2 separate regions of the Hordeum vulgare genome follow, and region 2 is linked to region 1. The links are chromatin contacts, called in public HiChIP or PLAC-seq maps. All regions are on one chromosome and are shown on one strand. The core of a region is the stretch at or near the end of the contact, and the rest is flanking DNA. Distances in the headings are between cores, read along the strand shown. Region 1 holds the start of LOC123424763 (probable E3 ubiquitin-protein ligase BAH1-like 1). Region 2 holds the start of LOC123424768 (ribosome biogenesis protein NSA2 homolog).

Region 1 (3,277 bases), core at 129-2,628:
AATCAATACATCAATCAGGCATGCATGCAAGCAGTAGGGTCTATGGTCTAGTAGTAGAGAATATCACTTGCCTTTTAGCTGTATGTACTACTACTAAATAGCTACTAGTAGTTGCACTATGTTTGCTAGAAAAACTTTTAAATGTTTTTTACAAATTTAAATTCGTTTATGTATTTGAGTTTATCACGGCCAGCTCTACGAAATAAGTCCAATATCGATATATTTCCAATAAAATTTCATATATATTTTTATAAAAGTTCAGACAAGCTGTTTACAAAATTCATTGGTTCCAAATGCATTTTCTAGCAAAGTTTCCTCACTAACAACAAAGCTACTATAAAATCATATTTCAATTTCAGCTAACAAAAATGTTTTTATAATTTATACAATACTGATCTTGTTCTAAAGACCTTAGCGCCGTGAGTTAAATATATAAAGAGTTTTAAAAATAAAATAAAAAAATTTAAAGATATGAGTCATCTAAACTATCAAAAGAAAAATAAAAGTAACTATGATTGAGGAGAGAGAAAAGATGCTCTAGGCATGCATGTGTCACTGAGCAGAAAAAGACTAGAAGAAGGGGCATGCACATGCAAAAGGATTGGATCCATATGAAATAGTAACGGTTGAGATACTAGTTACGCGCACAACCAGTTAGACAACGCCTTATTCGGCAAGGGCCAGCTTGCTCGGCAAGGGCCAGCTTGCAGAAAGAATACGAAAGCTAGCGTGCAGGCACACCCGTACACAGGTTCCATGCAGAATTCGTCAAGCTGGTCGCAGCGTGAAGCAACTGAAATGCCGAAAATACCGGCAGCTGTTCGGCGCCGACAGCGACGTACGGGGCTCCGGTCATCTTCTACTCTAGGCTTGTCATTTTGCCGTAGGGGGAATCCGCTACGGACGGACCTATTCAGATAGAAGAAGAAGAAGAAGAAGAAGAAAAGATTCCGGCTAGTATTTCACGGGTCAAAATTAGCACGAGGAAGAAATCACGGGCTGAAACAACGGCGCCGGCCGGAAAGAGAGAAAGTGGAGATGGTCGTGGTGTCTTGTTTACCGGAGCAATGGCCGTGGCAGCGGGCGGAGGAGGCGCCGGCGTCGGCGGAGGAGGTTTTGTGGTGCGGGGCGTGGTGGGAGCGGCATTTCTTGAGCATCTTCTTGAGGCGCTTGAGGCCGACGGCGGGGAGCTGCTGCTCCGCCGCCGTCCGCATCCCGCGCATGTACGTCTCGTACCTCTTGGTGAACTTCATGGCCGGGCGGGCGGGTGATTTCCGCGCCCTCGATCGAAACTGTTGCTGTTGGCGTTAATTGGATGGCGGATGGAGCACGGGAGAGAGGCGGGCGCGCGGTGGCGGAGGAAGGAGGGCGAGAGTCACGGGCGGGCGGGCGGGCGGGCGGAGGCGAGGATGGTGTGAGCGTTGGTTGAGCGGTTCACGTGAAGAGGGGAGGAAAGCTTGAGGACGGGCGCGATTGGGTGGGGGAGCAGAGAGGAAGGAAGCAGAGGCTTATTTATTGTTCCCGGCGGCGGGCGGTGCTCATTCGCGACGAGACGACGACGGGGGTGTAATATTTGGCGCGGTCGCCGTCCTTTGGCTCGTGTCCTGCTTTCCCGTCGTTTCCTCTGCTCAATGATGCGTGTCCTGCCGGTCGCTGCCTGGCTCGATGCGATGAGGATTGTATAGGGATTCGGAAAGGGGCGCTGCGGAAGTCATTCAACACCCTGTTACCCACAATGGAAGTAACATAGGGGGTGTTTGTTTCCACGGACTTTTTAATGTAGGGATTAAAAAAAGTTTTCTTTTAGTTTCATATATGAAACAAACAGGAGGGACTTTTAAGACTAAAATAAGGTATTTGTGACTAAAAGAAAAAGTCTCTATAGAGGGTCTTTTTAAGACTTTTTGGCACTTTTTTCAACAGTGCCCTTACTTTTAGCATGTCATTTAATAACTTCTAGTACACTACTAGGGGTAAGAGCATCTCTAACAGCTGCCCAAGATAGGGCAACAATTTTTTGATTATAGGGCAGCCAAAATCTCGGTATAGGACAGCGAAACATCTGTTGATTTACCAACAGCCCAAGATAGGGCAGTGCGTTGCTCCAACAGCTGCCCCAAATGCATCTCCAACGCGAAATTTAAACTCACACGGCTATATTTTGACACATAGCAGATACAAGTTCGACAAACGAACAGCAGAACGGCGATAAAATTAAATCTAATTTTAACCTAACGACGACTAATCGGCGGCGGCGCCTAGTCCAGGACGTGCGCGTCGGAGTCGGAGTCCTAGAACGAGGAGCCGAGCGACGACGACGACGACGACCCGGCATTGATACGGTTCGGCGGCGACGGCGGTGGATCGGACGGCCCCGCACCGTCGGCTCGGGCGGCGGCGGCCTTCTTCTTCTTCTTCCGCCCAACGAAGAAGTCGAGCTCCGCCTGCACGAGCTCGGGGTGGTCGCGGCGGAGCGTCTCCATGCGGAGCTCGTTGATCTGCGCCGCCCGCAGGTTCGCGCGCTCGCCCCGCTGCTGGCGGCGCTGCTCGTGCCCGTCCGTCACATCGACGAAGTGCATCGGCGACGCGGAGTCGAATGTCCCTATCCACCACCGAACTCCGTCGGCGGTGATCTCCGCCGCGAATCGGCCGGAGGGGCGCTCCCGCACGCCAAAGAAGCCGGAGCTCGGGCGGCGGCGCGGTGCCATGGCGGAAGAGGGGGAACGGCGACGACGGGCGGCGATTGGAGGGAGGGGGAACGGCGGCGGGTGGTTGGCGCGGCGGGAGGTGGATGGGCGGCGGCGAATTTGGTGCGGTGGCGCGCGGCTGGGGTAGGAATTTATTGGCGCACGGTGGGGCGGGAAGCTTCCGGTGGCAGTTGGACGCGCGCGCGCGTGGCCAAAAAATATGGTGCAGTTGGCTAGTTGCCCCATATTTACAACACTTGGGCAAAATATAGATCACTCCCCTAAATTTTTTTGGCCAAATGCCCAAGATAGGGCAGCTGTTGGAGACTTTGACCGCTGCCCAATATAGATCACTCCCCTAAATTCCTTAGCCCATCAGTTACTAAGGATAAATTTTGACCGCTGCTAGTGATTCAATCATGGATCACTCTCTGTACCTCTCAACAGACTTTGAGTTAAGGTACACATCAGGTGCGGTACCCAGCATGGCATACTTCAGATTCTACGGCCAAGGCATAGAAGACGACCTTCGTCTATTCTCTTTATTCTGCCGGGGTCGGGTTTTGAGTCTTACTCAAATTCACACCTCA
Region 2 (3,442 bases), core at 42-2,541, 190 kb before region 1:
AATTACAAATAGTAACCTAGGTTGCCTAATAGATCATATAGTGACTTACTTTTCCTCTTGCCAGTACGTAGAACTTTGAACATTTCTTCTTCAGCAACAGGTCTGACCTGCAAGAAGATAAAGCATGGCAATACTTAGACGAGCAGGAATCCACTTATTTTGAAGCAAGTAGACAACAGCAGTTTGCACTAGGGACTACCTTTGGCAAAGGAACGTCCCATTTGCCAGCCTTTTCCTTCCTCTTTTGCTTAATCGTGTTGCTGAGAACCTACAATTGACGATAAGTCAGCAAGCAGCGCAATAAGAAGGTCTATGCGGCACGGCAGGTGGTAGGAACAGAGTGTGTACCTTGGCACGCTGTGTCGAATCACGATCAAGCAGATACGGAGGAAGAGCGCCCTCCTCAACGTCATCATCAACCTTCTGCCGGGAAGAAGACTCGTCGTGCATCTTCAAGCTGCAAGAAGAACACTTGTGAGTAAAGCCCACACAACCGTAACCAGATACGCTGATTCTACATCATGAGGATAATATCTTTGATGCTGGAGCGTCTCCTATTCGTATCACTAATCTTCCACCTAAATGAGGCTGGGGGTTGTTTGCCCCCTTAGTCTCTAAAAAGTTCTACCACAACTGCGATAGCGAACAATCATCATCTCTCTAAGTTCTAGGCAAGTATCAATTGGAGCAGCAGGCAAGGAACCATTCTGAATGAAACATTACACACAAATCAACTTACGTCTTCTTCATCTGTGCCTTCTCGGCATACCGCTTCTTGGCGAACCTCTTGCCCTTAGCACCGAGCAGCTGCGAAATACAAAACCTCACACGCATCAGCGACAGAAACGCAGAGAAACATACACGGGACTCGAAGGAGAGGGGACGCATCAGCATCACGACGGCACCTTGCGGGCATCCTTGGAGTTCTTCTTGACGGAGCGCGCCTCCTTCTTGCGCTTGCGCTCCTCGTAGTCCATGCGCCGGCCATGGCGCTTCTGGTGAAGCTCTATGTAATCTCCCTGAGGCTGCAGCAAACTCGAGAACGGAGGAAATCAGCGCAAAAATTCGTGGGGAAAAGACATCATGCGGCAATCAGAGAGCGAGCAGAGCGGGGGGCGCGATCGGGACGGGCCGAATCGGGAGCGGGGCGGACGGCGGCGAGGTCGGGGCGGAGGCGGCGGGAGGAAGACGGAGGGGGCTTACCATGGCGGCGAACCCTAGCGCTGGTCGGTGTTTGGGGTGGGGAGGCGGCGGAAAGGACGGAGAAGAGGCGTCGACTTTGGGGTTTATAGGTATTTATGGGCCTTGGGCTGCACGATCTGGGCTGCCTGGACATTTTTTGACCGTTAGGAGGCTCTCGCATAATATGGGCCAGAAAGGCCTGCTCTGGTAATTAAATGTAAAAAAAAATACATTTGCTCTGGTAATTCATTGGCTGCAGCTCAAGAAAAAAATTGATTGGTCACGTTTGCCTACGCTCTTCGCTTGTGAGTCGAAAGTTGTGACCGCTGACTGAAATGTAACCTGTTGACCACCAAAAATATGGACTCTGAGAATTAACATTTTTTTACTCTGGAGTTTGGGAATTAAACGTGCTATTTTTTACTCTGCAGTTAACAGGGTTTTCCAAAAAAGGTACAGTAGTTAGCAGGGTTGTTATACCCCTAGCCCGTCAAATACTAGGTATGTTTCGGCTGACAGCAAGGTGCGTTTGTGGTTACTTGATCAATCTTCTTTGTAATCCAACCTTCGGTAGACGATGTAGCGTTTGTGGTTACATGATCAATCATGTAGCGTTTGTGGTTACTTGATCAATCTTCGGTGTAATCCAATCTTCGGTAGACGATGTATGACTGCATTTATGTGGCCGGTGTCTCTATGCTGCACTTAGTATTTCTAAGAGAATATGGACTTTGTTTGGATTCGTATCTTTTGACATGTTAATAATGTAACTGTGTTCACTCCGGTTCTTTCTTATTTTTTGCAAAATATATTGGACAACTCATGGGAAAATAAAACCTTGAGTGAAATTTAGGCTAGACAGATTTTTGGTAGGGCAAACTTGGGCCACCACCAAACACACCATGAGGGTATACATGATAAACCTTGTCGTACAGATGATTGTAAGAATTTCAATGAATGTTTGTTTTGCCTAATCTCTCGTCAGTTGTACATTTTGTATATATCACCTCAGTCCCAAATTATAAGATATTTCAATATAGACCACATACTGACTGAAATGAGTGAACAAACACACTAAACACATCTATATACATTCGATTCAGAAAAAAGTTAGAACGTCTTATAATTTGGAACAGATATAAAATCTGTTTCAGGACATCTCAAAAAGCACAAGGGACACATGCATTTGAATTGGAGACCAAAAACAAACATCTCACATCAAGTGCATGCAAGTCGTAATCTGAATGAACATATATTTTGGCGATGCGATTTCCCCACAAAAGAAAGGTCAAGCTCTTGATTTACACCGGTATGTGAAACCACAGTAACCGAAAGAAGAAAACTGCTGATTACAGGATAAGAATTGTACAGCCTCTACAGAAAAGCAAATTGCATGGAGATAAAAATTCCACACGAAGCTACCTAGCGACCTGGCTTCATTTCCCTATCCCTAGCTCTTTGGCAAGGTCCCGCGTGAGGCTGATGGCATGCGTGTTATGCCATGGGAAAAGGGTGCGGGTAACCGGAAGTTTCCTCCGTAGATCCTGTGCACGAGACATAACATGGAGTGAAACAGAGGACATGAAAAGATAACTGTAGTAATCCGAGCGCTGCAACTATCCTGTTGAATGCAAGATTGTTTACTGATGCGTACCTTGAACGTTGCGTCTGACAGATTCAAGTATGATTCCTGTGTGCAGAAATGCGTCAATAGCATTATTCACTGTGTTAACATCTTATATGAGATTAAGTAGAGAACAGAAAGGTTCCAACCTCAAGAGATGAAAAATACTCGGACTCCTGATGTCGAATGATGGTAGCGACTGTGTGTCCAGTGTCTTCAGGCGACTGAAACAGAAATAATATAACATCAGAGGCATGTTTAAAATTTTGAAACCGGCGAAGATGCAATAAAAAGGACAAAGAAAGCAAACAGGGTTATTGAAGGTGGCACCAGACTAACTATCCTAAAGCATACTCAAGGCAGCACAACAAATTTAGATCAGATGACACGTCAATGGTTGAATGAAATAAAGATAATACTACCTCTGTTCCAAAATAATTGAAGTTCTGGATTTTCCCAAAGTCAAAATTGTTTAATTTTTTGACTCGGTGTATACAAAAATATATTAACACTTGGAACACCAAATTAGTCTCTCAAGGTTCTTTACGACATATATTTCCGTATTATGTGTATTTGCTGTTGTAGATCTCAGCACATTTTTCTATAGAGGTGGTCAAACTTAAGCAAGTTTGATTT

Evidence for each region. HiChIP or PLAC-seq counts read pairs in DNA pulled down with a chosen protein or histone mark.
Region 2: an H3K4me3 HiChIP or PLAC-seq map of embryo shows a contact between it and region 1, with 10 times the contacts expected there. The contact joins the promoter of LOC123424768 here to the promoter of LOC123424763 in region 1. A contact is called at or near these places in 1 of 6 Hi-C or Micro-C datasets (seedling) and 1 of 1 datasets of contacts at active chromatin or transcription factors (embryo).

What each region holds. Positions count from the first base shown.
Region 1 is chr2H:44,122,784-44,126,060 of MorexV3_pseudomolecules_assembly, reverse strand. It overlaps LOC123424763 (probable E3 ubiquitin-protein ligase BAH1-like 1), which reads right to left and starts at 1,378. Exons shown (of 6, transcript XM_045108442.1): 1 at 1,061-1,378. The coding sequence starts at 1,253.
Region 2 is chr2H:44,308,239-44,311,680 of MorexV3_pseudomolecules_assembly, reverse strand. It overlaps LOC123424768 (ribosome biogenesis protein NSA2 homolog), which reads right to left and starts at 1,291. Exons shown (of 9, transcript XM_045108447.1): 1 at 1,204-1,291; 2 at 906-1,025; 3 at 740-807; 4 at 349-457; 5 at 200-268; 6 at 50-107. The coding sequence starts at 1,206. It overlaps LOC123424767 (F-actin-capping protein subunit alpha), which reads right to left. Exons shown (of 10, transcript XM_045108446.1): 8 at 2,956-3,030; 9 at 2,837-2,872; 10 at 2,419-2,726. The coding sequence ends at 2,619.